2 separate regions of the Mus musculus genome follow, and region 1 is linked to region 2. A link is a contact called in public HiChIP or PLAC-seq data. All regions are on one chromosome and are shown on one strand. The core of a region is the stretch at or near the end of the contact, and the rest is flanking DNA. Distances in the headings are between cores, read along the strand shown.

Region 1 (6,597 bases), core at 2,682-5,181, 700 kb before region 2:
AGTCAGGCGAGCAAACAGGAATCAGCAGAGGTGACACGACCTAGCAGAGACAGCCAGGCCTCAGAGTCAACAGGAAGGACCAGGAGGAATGCCAGGAAAAGTTCTTGGCTGTGCCTCTTCCAGGGAAGCAAAGATCAGAGAAAACTCGAGATCCACAAGTGTTGCACAGCTAGCTCTATGAGCAAGCCTAGCTCAGCCTCCGTCCCTGTCTGTCGAGTCCTGTTTACGTGCCCTCCAAACATCATGTGTCCTTCACGTGTCTTGCCTCAGCACAAGCACTGTCTCGGCTGACATCACTCTGCTAGTCAGCTGGAGTCTGGGGAAGCAGCAAGAAACTGCAGCACACCACCAGAAGTTTTTTTTGGTGCATTTCTGTCTATGGAGTCCTGACAAATGCAGCTTAATTAACCAAATGTAAGGTGGATCAATACATTTATGCCATTAAGAAAGAATCCTTCATCACCTGTCCTTTCACAGGCTTACTTTAGCAGAACATCCTTTCACCTGTGTCTGCTTCAGCTAACTGTTCCTTCACGTGTTTGCCCCAGCAAAGCACCATCCAACTGACTTTCCAAAGAACCCCAAAGTTTCAATTTCACAGTTTCATACCATTCTTAAGAAGTTCCAAGACAGAATTAAGTCACTGGAGGGCCTTTCCATCTGAGGTACCCAGAAGCAGTCTTCCATCCAAGGGACACCTTACAATGTGGTAGCCAAAGGACTCTGGTGTGACACATGGAGGCAGACAAACGTGTGTGAATGGAGGCTGAGCAGAATTCAAGCAGAGGTGGTGACCCCTCTGCTGGATGACAATGGTAACCGCTTGCAGGTCTGCAGCCACAGAACACCACAGTAAAAACGAGTGTGGGCCTGAGGCTGTGGGCTCTGTTGGCACAGTATTTGCCCAGCATGTATGAAGCCCTGGGTTCCGTTCGCACAACTACAAGAACTAGGTATGCTGGTGCAGGCTGTGATCCCAGCACTAGGGAGGTAAAGGCAGGAAGATCAGAAGTTCAAGGGCATCTCAGTTAAATAGCAACTTCAAGACCAGCCTGTACTACATCAGTCTCTGCACACACACCCCTTATATATGTGCATGAGTGCATCTGTGTGTGTGCATGCGTGCCATTGCAGCTGAGACTGGAGATGCATCTCAGTAATAGAGTGCTTGCCTAGCATAGAGAAGACCGTGGGTTCTAATTCTAGCATGACTATGCACACACACACATACACACACATACATACATACATACATACATACACACATACATACATATACACATGCATACATACACATACATACACACATACATACACACACAGAAACACATAAACAGACATACATACACACAGAAACACATAAACAGACATACATACACACAGAAACACATAAACAGACATATATACACACATATATACATGCATACCCACATACACATATATACACACATATACACATATACATACACCTACAGACACACACAGACACACATACATACACACACATACACACACATAAACACATAAACAGACATACACACACATATATACATGCATACCCACATACACATATATACACACATATACATACATACATACATACACACACAGAAACACATAGACATACGCACACACATATACATGCATACCCACATACACATATATACACACATATACATACATACATACATACATACATATACACACATACACACACAGAAACACATAGACATACACACACACATATATACATTCATGCCCACATACACATATAGACAGACATACACATACAGACACATACATAGACACACACATACACACACCTAGAATTTAAAACCCATTAGAAGTGAACTTAGGTCAGTGATCATTCTTTTAAAATGAAGCCACTTCAGGGTTGCAGTGTAAAGGTTGAGAACTGTGTGTCCTGAGAGATTCATGCTGTTATGGAGTTTGCTCTGCTCTCACTTCCCTCTTAAGCTGAGAACCGTGTGAAAACTCTAAGGGCCTTCCAGCCCCTCACTGGGCAGTCTCTCTGGCACTCACAACTGCTTGACCTCTTCCTGGCATTGCTGCTGGAGCAGATTAATGATTCAATCACCACCCTTGGAAAGAACTTAGAGGTGTAGATTGTCAACTCTAACCACCACCCTTAGAAAACATTTGGAAAAGTAAAGTTGTTAATGAAGCTAGGCTAAGATGTTTTTGCTACTGCTTCTGATGTAGAAAACCTTAGGGGGCAATTTGAAGTTCAGAAATGCACGTTCTTATTAGTTAAGCTAGGACCTTTATGATCAGGGAACAAGAACAATGGCAGCACTGGCTGGCGTGACTCTCACTGAGGCTGGACCGGTGACAATTGATTTCTTGTGCCCATTTTGCCCTCAGCTTCCTGATGTGATTTAGTAAGAATTGCTGACGAGTAGATATGTATTCTGAAGATTTAAAATACATGTGATTGATTTTTATGTAAAAGCTTACATTTGTGATTCTTTTAAGATTTTTATAAGATTACTTTTAAAGATAAATAATAAAAATAATTGATCCTTTCTTTGTAACCTGCCAGTAATAGAAACTGGCTGAGAAAATTACCTCACCTGCTCACAGATTGTTAATCTCTTACAAGTTCCTTGGTTATGAATGTATGTGGGTTCTGGGCAATAATTTGTTTTCTTAACCTGTAGTACATAATGTTATTTCTTGTAAAAGTATTGAAGAACACACTGGTTTTTTTCATAGTCATTCACTAGAAGAAAAATAGAACACAATCACATTGTAACTTTATACTGCTTGGCAGGTTTCGTTGCGATGTATAAACCGTGGGAGACAGAATAAAGTTGTTGGAACATTGTTCCTTCCATCCATCAACTATATGTATGTGTGTATACATGTATGTGTATGTATGTATATATGCAAAGTTTGTGTGGGAGTATGTTGGAACTTCGTTCCTTCTACCCTCCAAGTCTATATGTATACATGTATGTGTAAGTATTTGTGTAAAGTTTGTGTGGGAATGTACTGGAATTCTGTTTCATCCATCAGGTGTGTGTGTGTGTGTGTGTGTGTGTGTGTGTGTGTGTGTGTGTGTGTGTAAAGCTTGTTTGGGTGCATACTGGAGCTTGCTCCCATCAACCAACTGTGTGTATGTCTGTATGTACATATGTGTATTGTGAAATGCTTGGAATTTGCTTGTTGGACCTTTGCTCCATCCATTCTATGTGTGAATATGTGTATGTATGTATGCATGCATGTATGAATTTGTACATATGAAGTTATTCTGCCTTTTGTTTCATTTACTCAGTGTGTATTATGTGCATGTGTGGTATGAATTTTCTCTCTTTCCTTCTCTTTCTCAAAGACCTCAAGCAGTTAAAAGAATTCAGAGTCTAAGCTGGGCAGTGGTGGCACAGGCCTTTAATCCCAGCACTTGGGAGGCAGAGGCAGGTGGATTTTTGAGTTCAAGGCCAGCCTGGTCTACAGAGTGAGTTCCAGGACAGTCAGGGCTACACAGAGAAACCCTGTCTTGAAAAACCAAAAAACAAAACAAAACAAAAAAACAAAAAAAAAGGAAAGAAAGAAAGAAAAAAAGAAAAAAGTTCAGAGTCTCTCACTGACCACAGGGAGTGCCAGCTCAGTGAATCAAGCTTTGTTCCCTCAGAGAAAAGTCTGCTGAGTAATTTCTCTAACTGCTGGCTGCCATAGGGAGCAGCCCCCGTCAGTTTCTAGACTAGTTCTGGCATCTGCTCTTAGCACTGACCCCTTGCCTGCCTGCCTCAGTTTACCCACCCCACGGATGCCAAAGCCGGTAATTGGCACAGCTCCAAGATGGTTCTGTTGCCCTCCTGCCCCACTTGCCCTGACTCTCCAAATGTGCTGCACCCACGTTTGGGCTCAGCCTCTGACGTGTCACCGGTGAGTCATGGCTCTTGCTCATTCCGGAGCACGGTTGGCATCCTGGTTTGTACCAGAAGATGCCAGCAGCCTCACTTCCATCCTGCTGTGTCTGGGCCTCATCCCTATGGCATGATCTCTGCCTTCTGCAGGAGCCACCCTGGTGACCTTGTCTCAAACAAACCAAAATCTTGATAGAAGGGTAGACCTCACATATGATTTTGAGTGTCAACTTGACACAAGCTGAGTTATCACAGAGAAAGGAGCCTCCTTTGAAGAGATGCCTCCATGAGATCCATCTGTAAGGCATTGTCTTAGTCAGGGTTTCTATTCCTGCACAAACACCATGACCAAGAAGCAGTTGGGGAGGAATGGGTTTATTCAGCTTATACTTTGCACATTGCTGTTTATCACCAAAGAAAGTCAGGACTGGAACTCAAGCAGGTCAGGAAGTAGGAGCTGATGCAGAGGCCATGGAGGGATGTTTCTTACTGGCTTGCTTCCCCTGGCTTACTCAGCCTGCTCTCTTATAGAACCTGAGACTACCAGCCCAGGGATGGTCACACCCACAAGGGGCCTTTCCCCCTAGATTACTAACTGAGGAAATGCCTTACAGCTGGATCTCATGGAGGCATTTCCTCAAGGGAGGCTCCTTTCTCTGTGATAACTCCAGCTTGTGTCAAGTTGACACAAAACTAGCCAGTACAATTGGCCCCTTGTCAACTTGACACACAAACACATCATTAGTAAGCCTCAACCCTTACATTCTTATTCATCCCCAAGGTCTAAATAACTTTAAAAGTCCCACAGTCTTTGCAAATTCTTAAAATTTTTACAATTAAAAGTCTCTTAACTGTGGGCTCCACTAAAATACTTCCTTCGAGAGGAAAAACCATCAGGACACAGTCACAATCAAGAGCAAAAATTAAATGCCAACTGCCCAATGTCTAGGATCCAACTCACGATCTTCTGGGCTCCTCCAAGGGCTTGGGTCACTTCTCCAGCCCTGTCCTTTGTAGCACACACTTTGTCTTCTAGGCTCCAGCTGCCTGTACTCCATTGCTGCTGCTGTTCTTGGTGGTCATCTCATGGTACTGGCATCTTCAATACACTGCATGACCCCTTCAGTCTTGGGCCATCAATTCCAACTGAAGCTGCACCTTCACCAATGGCCTTCCATGGCCTCTCACAGTGCCAAGCCTCAGCCACTCTTCATGACCCCTTCGTGCCTTCAAAACCAGTACCACCTGGGTGACTCTTTCACATTACCAAGTCCTGCTGCAGCACGAATTAAAACCTTGGCTATCTCTGGAACACAGCCTCTTTGTGCTTTCAGAAAACATTTCCCAGAAGATGTCACCTCAATGATGCTGGTCTCTTTTTAATCACAGCTAATTTCTTAGCTCCAGCTAACCAGCATCAATAGTCCCAGTAATGCAAAGGTTTCACTTTACTAGTTCTGGTATCTTGTTAATCACAGCTGATTCTTCAGCCCCAGCTAACCAGAACCACTGAATCTTCACAATCAAAATAGCAATGGTCCTGAAAAGAGTCTTTAATCTTCCCTTTGAAACTTCACAAGCCAGGCCTCCATCTTCTGCACTGTTGGAAACATTATCTTCCAAGCTCCTACACAACATCCCACAGAGCTCTTAACACTGAATGGACCTGCTAGCCCAAAGTTCCAAAGTCCTTCCACAATCCTCCCCAAAAGATGGTCAGGTTGTCACAGGAATACCCCACTTCTGGTACCAATTTGTCTTAGTCAGGGTTTCTATTCCTGCACAAACATCATGACCAAGAAGCAGTTGGGGAGGAAAGGGCTTATTCAGCTTATACTTTGCACACTGCTCTTTATCACCAAAGGAAGTCAGGACTGGAACTCAAGCAGGTCAGGAAGCAGGAGCTGATGCAGAGGCCATGGAGGGATGTTCCTTACTGGCTTGCTTCCCCTGGCTTGCTCAACCTGCTCTCTTATAAAACCTAAGACTACCAGCCCAGGGATGGTCCCGCCCACAACCCCCAGAGGCTGTTCCCTATATAATCCAGACATTTTAGTTACCTACCCTCTCTGCCTCTTTTGCACCTTTGGCTTCTGGCTCTGTACTTGGCTCTCCTCTCTCCCTGCCCCCCCCCACGTGCTTCAGGGTCAAGACCACTCCTCTAGACTCTCCCAGATGTGTCTGCCTCTGGCTATGCTCTCCCAGGTGTCTATAATAAATTTTCCCTCCACCATACGTAGGAACGGGCATGTCCTTTTATTTTTTTTTCCTTTTTATTTATTTATTTTCATCCAATGTCATGTGTGTGCAGGTGCCCACCCAGAACAGAAAAGGATGCCGAGTCTCCTGGAGCTGGAATTACAGTCACTGTAAGCTGCTCTCGGTGAGTCCTCTTCAGGAGCAACAAATGCTCTTATTTTCTAAGCCATCATTTCAACCCTGTCTCCTACTTAAACAACAACAACAAAATAACAAAAGAGACAGGTTCTTGCTGTGTAGCCCAGGTTGGCCCCACACTCCCAACCTTCCCGACTTAACCTCCTGAATGCTGAGATTATAGGTGTGTACCACCATGCTTAGATGGAACATGCTCTCTTGCAGAGCCAGGTCTTTCTGTGCAGTCGTCTACAAGGATAATCATGTAGACAAGATAAAAACAGGAGCTAAGTCTGTAGCACACTCAGAGATCACAGGAAAAATGATCAAG
Region 2 (6,972 bases), core at 3,691-6,190:
ATGAAGTGTGTTATTATCACTTTAACTTTAAAGGTCAAAGAACTAGGACTTAAGGAAGTTAAATAATTTGCAGAAGGTTAAAGAGGTCAAACATCTAGTAGGGATTTTTTTTTTATGTGAAATTAGAACATTTTTCCTCATTTTTTTTGTTAGCAAGCTTTAGAAAATGGGAAGGATTGTTGTTATTGAATCTAAAAACATCAAAGACTTTTGTTAGTTCTATAACCTTAATACATGCCAGCTCTGTTGTTATTATCGTTGTTGTTATTGGAATCACTTAGCCCAAGCTGGCTTTGAGCTCCCCGTGTAGCTAAAAAGGACCATCGCACATCCCTAGGTAGTGATTTTTAAAGATGGTTTTTTTTTTTTTTTGGTTTTATTTGTGTATGTACGGATGTTTTGTCTGCACATATGTCTGTGGACCACTTGCATGCCTGGTGCCTGCAGAGGCTGGAAAACATTGTCAAATTGCCTGAGACTGGAGTTACAGAGAGTAGTGAGCCACTGAGTGGGTGCCAGAAATCAAACCTGGACCCTCTGGGAGAGCAGCTGATGCTCTTAACTACTGAGCCATCTCTCTAAGAGTCATTTCTTTTTTTCTTCTCTTCTCTTTTCTTTTCTTTCTTTCTTTTTTTTTTTTTTTTTTTTTTTTTTTTTGGGTTATTGAGTCAGCATTTCTCTGTGTAGCCCTGGCTATCCTGGAACTCACTTTGTAGACCAGGCTGGCCTCGAACTCAGAAATCGACCTGCCTCTGCCTCCTGAGTGCTGGGATTAAAGGCATGCTCCACCACGCCGGGCAAGAGTCATCTCTTTAAATTTACTTTTGTACATATAGAAATCAAATCAGAGGTGTGATCCTACACACATACAGACACACAGACAGATGACATGGAAATAGAAAGGAGAGTATTTAGAAGAAAGAAAGGGACCAGCAGGAAGAACGTGAGAAGGCAGGGGATATGATGAGGGCTGGGTAAATATAATCAAAAGACAGGAAACGTGTATAAAAATGTCATGATTAGGGCTGGAGAGATGGCTCAGCGGTTAAGAGCACTGACTGCTCTTCCAGAGGTCCTGAGTTCAAATCCCAGCAACCACATGGTGGCTCACAACCATCTGTAATGGGATCTGATGCCTTCTTCTGGTGTCTCTGAAGACAGATACAGTGTACTCGTCATATATATAAAAAATAAATAAATAAAAGCTTAAAAAAAAAACAAAAGAAAAGAAATGGTCATGATGAGAAGGCAGAGAGATAGCTCAGTGGCTAAGATCATCCATTCTTGCAAAGGACCTGGGTCCAGTTACCGGCACCCACATGACAGTTCACAATCATCCATAACTCAAATTCCAGGGTATCTGACGCCCTCTTCTGAGTCTCAGGGACACTAGTATATCTGTGGTGCACATATTATGTGTAGGCAAAACACCCATGTACATAAAAATAAATATATCTGAAAGAATTCTTAAGAGAAAGAAAGAAGGCGCCGGAATGAGGGACTCCAGAGGAGGCCCAGGATCTGAGGACACTTAGTGCTTTGGCAGAAGACCAGGGTTCAGTTCTCAGCACATGCATGGCAGCTCGGTACAGCCTATAACTCCAGTTCCAGGAGACTGAGCACCCTCTTCTGACCTCCAAGAGCTCCTGCATGAATGCAGTACACATACATAAACTCCGGCACACACACACACACATATGGGCAAAATTAAATAATTTCTTAAAGAGAAAATATAACGAAACCCACCGTTTTGAATGCACACTAACATTTATTTTAAGCCGAATGTGGTAGCACACACCTGTAATACCAGCACTCAGGAGGCTAAGATAGGAGGATCACAAACTTAAGACCAGCCTGGGCCAACATGTGGAAACCCTGTCTAAATTAGAAGGAAGGAAGGAGGGAGGGAGGGAGGGAGAGAGGGAGGGAGGGAGGGAGAGAGGGAGGGAGGGAGGAGAATGATGGTCAGTATCCGATCATCCACTTGACAGGATCTAGCATCAGCTTTGAAAGAGATGCAGTGTTAGTGATGTCCTGGTGATCAACCCTGCCTCCCTAGTACCACTTAGGAGGAAACCTGGCTTTGCCTGTGAGGGATTATTGAAATTAGGCTCACTGTGGTGGGAAGACCCGCCCAAAGTGTGGTCAGCATCAATCATCCCATCTTCTGGGATGCTGAACTGAATAAAACAGAGAAAGTGAGCACCAGCCATGTGTCCATCTCTCTCTGCTTCCCGACTGTGGGTGCAGCTCAGGCCGCTGCTGCAAGCTCCTGCCGCCATGAGATCCCAACATTACCACCATGCTCGAGGAGCTGTGTGTCTGAAGGCACACCAGAAGAGGGCATCTGATCTCATTACAGATGGTTGTGGATGCTGGGAATTGAACTCAGGACCTCTGGAAGAGCAGTCAGTGCTTTGTTTGTTTGTTTGTTTGTTTTGTTTTGTTTTTCGAGACAGGGTTTCTCTGTATAGCCCTGGCTGTCCTGGAACTTACTTTGTAGACCAGGCTAGCCTCGAACTCAGAAATCTGCCTGCCTCTGCCTCCTGAGTGCTGGGATTAAAGGAGTGCACCACCACGCCCGGCCAGTCAGTGCTCTTAAACTGCTGAGCCATCTCTCCAGCCCCTTTCCTTTTTCTTTCTTTCTTTCTCTTTTTCTTTCTTTCTTTCTTTCTTTCTTTCTTTCTCTCTCTCTCTCTTTCTTTCTTTCTTTCTTTCCTTTTTTAATTAAAAAAAAAAATTGTTTGTTGAGAAGAGATTTCACTCTGTAGTCCTGGCTGGCCTGGATCTTGCCATTCAGAACAGGACAGGCTCAGACACACAGCTAAATACCTGCCTCTGCCTCCCAAGCATTGGGGCTAACAGCATATGTCCCCACAGCATATGTCCCCATGCCTGGCTTCTATTTGCATTTTTTAAAAGAGCAAGTTTCGAATCCATCCGTAGGAAGGGCAGGAGTGCAGCTCACTCCCGGCTATGAAATGGTTAAGGGTTAAGGTGCTTACTTTAAGTCTTACACACACACACACACACACACACACACACACACACACAAAGCGGGGCGTGGTGGTGCACGCCTTTAATCCCAGCACTTGGGAGGCAGAGGCAGGCAGATTTCTGAGTTTGAGGCCAGCCTGGTCTACAGAGTGAGTTCCAGGACAGCCAAGGCAACACAGAGAAACCCTGTCTCGAAAAACCAAAAAAAAAAAAAAAAGTCTTACACCCAAAGCCCACATGGTGAGTGGAAAACTGAGGTTGTCTGTCCTCTGACCTCCACATATGCCTGCTACACACACTACCCAGGGAAAATAAACCTGAAAGGACAAGTCTGTCCATGTTTCAGAATGTCCTCACAGAATGTTTCCAACGAGCCCACTGGGCACGGAATGAACACGTGGTGAGCGCAGACCGAGGACTGACTTCTGACTTCATTAGAATCTGCTCTGTTCGTTTTTTTTTTTTCCCCTTCCTTTTCATCTCAAGCATGGATAATTTTTATAATTAAAAAAGAAAGAAAGAATGCAAGTTCTTTGAACATATGGCTGGTAACTAGCCTTCCTAATCTTCCAGAAGTACTCAAGCTTTGGAACATGTAAATTATTTTCCCCTAAAACGCCTTAAGCAGAACTAGAGCGACTCCGCGGCAAGCCTTGCAACATACTGGAGCTTGTTTCTGGGCCTTTCCGACGGAATTGGTGAAAACCCAAGCCGATAATGTGCTTTCCTCACCTCCGTTGCACTTTTTCAGGTTGAAACAGGAGCAAGGGGCACTGGTGGCGCACGCCTTTGATCCCAGCACTTGGGAGGCAGAGGCAGGCGGATTTCTGAGTTCGAGGCCAGCCTGGTCTACAGAGTGAGTTCCAGGATAGCCAGGGCTATACAGAGAAACCCTGTCTCAAAAAAAAAAAAAAAAAAGAAAGAAAGAAAGAAAGAAAGAAAGAAAGAAAGAAAGAGGGGCTGGTGAGATGGCTCAGGGGGTAAGTGCACCCGACTGCTCTTCCAAAGGTCTGAAGTTCAAATCCCAGCAACCACATGGTGGCTCACAACCACCTGTAACAGAGATCTGATGCCCTCTTCTGGAGTGTCTGAAGACAGCTACAGTGTACTTACATATGATAAATAAATAAATCTTTAAAAAAAAAAAAAAAAAAAAGAAAGAAAGGAAGAAAGAAAAGAAACAGGGGCAAGGGCTGCCCACTTGCCTTCTGTCTATGTAGCCACAATGGGGTTTCACCTGATTCCTTCCTCTCTAGTCCCTCTGGCTTGCAAGCCAGACAAGTGACTGACTCCTGAAAGCCTGCCCCTGCCCTGCACTGCAAGGGAAAGATGGGTGCTCCTTGTGCTTGCTTGCAGTAAAGGTAAGATTGCTTTTCTAAAGGAAGATGTGGGCTAGGGAGAGGGTTCCTTAAAGGCACTTGCTACCAAGCCCAAGGAATAGGGTTCCACACCACCACCACCACCACCCACCCTGGGATCCAGAGGCTGAGAGATCCTACGTCCACAGGGACCCTTTGACCTCCATACACTAAACGTGCCACAACATGGCATGTGAGCAAATACACACAGAGACACACACATACACACACACACACACACACACACATAAAACAAAATCATAAGTGTAAGCTGGGCATGGTGGAGCATGCACGTGATTCCAGCACTTGGAGGCAAGGAGATTATTAGTTCAGCCACCATAGTGAGTGGAAGGTTGGCACAGGATTACATAGGAACCTATCTTAAAAAAACTAAGAATAAAATGTTTTTTAGAAGAGGCATGAGACACCCCTTTCCTTTGTTTGTATGTGTCTGATTGTGCAGAGCAGCTGAGGTTCCCAGTTCAGCCTTTCACTCTGCTGAATTTTATTTTACGGTCTGTTTGCCAGCATGCTCAGCTGGGGTGGCCTGATGCTCTCCTCCTGAGTCACATTGACTCAAGTCACGAGGATGCCTTCTAGATGAGACCTAAGTCCACCTGACCACTTGTGGTTATTAAGAGTCTCCTAGGACCTGTGAAAGAACTGAGGGGCGGAGACAAGGAGGTTCATTGTCTTGGCCCCGATCCAAGTTTGATAATTAGGAACCCTCCTCCCTCTGTCTTCCTGCCGTTTCGGGGAGCTGTGCGATTCCACGCTTCCTGTTAGAAACAGCTGTCCACTGTTAACTGAGTGAGCCAGGGAGGGGGAGAATTCCACCCTCGGGGAAGCTGCATTTAAAGATAAATATTTTCCCCCTATCCTGTAGATTGCTTGGGTTGAAGGTGTTGTTTTCTAGGGATAACAGGGGCATGATAATTGGTGCTCATAACTGCACAAACTGTACTTTCTCTAAAAGCCAAACAAACAAGACAAAGGGGCCTTTAGGGGCCTTTACGGGCCTTCCCTCCTTAACAGGATTTTCTAAAATCATGTTTAAGGAACCCAGAAGTTAACTGAATACCTGACAGGGCAGAACAACTCTCTGATGTGGGAAGAACACCAAAACTCAGCTTTGCCAGACAAGAGCTGTAATGTCCAGGATGGTCAAATCTAGGCCAGTCTCCTCCATTCTGCTCAGTCCCAAGGATGATTGTGTCACATCAGCGGTGTGCATGAGGTACTGGAGAGTGAACTCAGAGCCCCAAACCTTCTAGGCAAATGCTCCGACCCCGAGCCCGCAGCCAGACAGTCCCTTACATTTTTTTTTAATTGTATTTATTTGATGTGTGTAGGTGTTTGGCTTTTATGCGTGTCTCTGCCACTGTGTGCCTGGTGCCGGAGGAGGGCAAAGAAGACATGGAATCCTATAGGGCTTTATTTTTTTGAGACAAGGTCACACATGTAGCCCTGGCTGTCCTGGAAGTTTCTCTGTAGACCAGGCTGGCCTCACGCTCATAGGGATCTATCTGCCTGCCTCCGCCTCCTGAGTGCTAAGATTAAAGTGTGTGCCATCATGACTGGCACAGGTTTTATTGACTTACTTGCAGGAAGGGGGGGGGGCACAAGTGTACAGAAAAGACAGTAAGAGATTGGTAGAAAGTACAAGGTGACCAGGCAGAGCAGTGGGGACTCTAGGGGCTAAAATTATTATTCTTTATGGTAGTTTAATCCCATGCCTTTAATCCCAGCACTTGGGAGACAGAGGCAGGCAGATTTCTGAGTTCGAGGCCAGCCTGGTCCACAGAGTGAGTTCCAGGACAGCCAGGGCTACACAGAGAAACCCTGTCTTGAAAAACCAAAAGAAAAAAAAAGGTAGATACAGAAGGTGGAGAGATGGCTTAGCAGTTAAGAGCACCAGGATGCTGGCCTGGAAACATAGCTCAGTTGGTAGGGTGCTTACCCAGCACACACAAAGCGCTGGGTTCAGTCACCAGCACTCCTGTACCAGGCATGGTAGTACTCTAGTGCTCCACCGTGGTTCAAGGTCATCCTCGGCTACTTAGTAAACTCCTGACCAGCCTGGACTCCACAAGACCCTAACTCAAAATAAATAAATACAGCAAGCAAGAAGCCTCAGCAGGCGGGGAAAGGTGCTTGCTGCATAAGCCAGGCAACTTGAATTCAATCCATAGAACCTACCTTATGCTGAGAGAGGAGAACTGAGCCCACAGGGAATCAATCTCCACAAGCTCCATGGTACCCAAGCTGCCCTGGCCTCCCCATCACCAATAATAATTCTTTTTACCATTTTGTTTGTTTGTTTGTTTGTTTGTTTGTTTGGACTGGGCATGATGGTGCGTGATTTTAATCCCAGTATGTGGGGGGTAGAGGTAGGTGGATCTCTGTAGGCTCAAAGCCAGCCTGGTCTATAGTAAGGGCCTCTCTTAAAATGGGGGAGGGGTGCCGGGCGGTGGTGGTGCACGCCTTTGATCCCAGCACTTGGGAGGCAGAGGCAGGTGGATTTCTGAGTTCGAGGCCAGCCTGGTCTACAGAGTGAGTTCCAGGACAGCCAGAGCTATACAGAGAAACCCTGTCTCAAAAAAACAAAACAAAAAGA

Evidence for each region. HiChIP or PLAC-seq counts read pairs in DNA pulled down with a chosen protein or histone mark.
Region 1: an HNF4G HiChIP or PLAC-seq map of pancreatic cancer cells shows a contact between it and region 2. The contact joins two enhancer-like sites. A contact is called at or near these places in 2 of 484 Hi-C or Micro-C datasets (embryonic stem cells and pro-B cells) and 3 of 115 datasets of contacts at active chromatin or transcription factors (embryonic stem cells and pancreatic cancer cells).

Annotation. Positions count from the first base shown.
Region 1 is chr4:150,970,750-150,977,346 of GRCm38.p6, reverse strand. Gm30120 (a long non-coding RNA gene) reads left to right here. Exons shown (of 4, transcript XR_390979.2): 2 at 6,202-6,273. Among named protein-coding and RNA genes, the nearest start is that of Gm30120, 6.8 kb to the left of the region's middle. Within about 2 kb of position 3,931, at least 42 of the 459 cell types and tissues checked have an H3K27ac peak or open chromatin away from gene starts, as enhancers often do. A contact at or near this core is called in pancreatic cancer cells, where this site is marked.
Region 2 is chr4:150,270,984-150,277,955 of GRCm38.p6, reverse strand. No RefSeq gene overlaps it. Among named protein-coding and RNA genes, the nearest start is that of Rere, 7.4 kb to the left of the region's middle. Within about 2 kb of position 4,940, at least 157 of the 459 cell types and tissues checked have an H3K27ac peak or open chromatin away from gene starts, as enhancers often do. A contact at or near this core is called in pancreatic cancer cells, where this site is marked.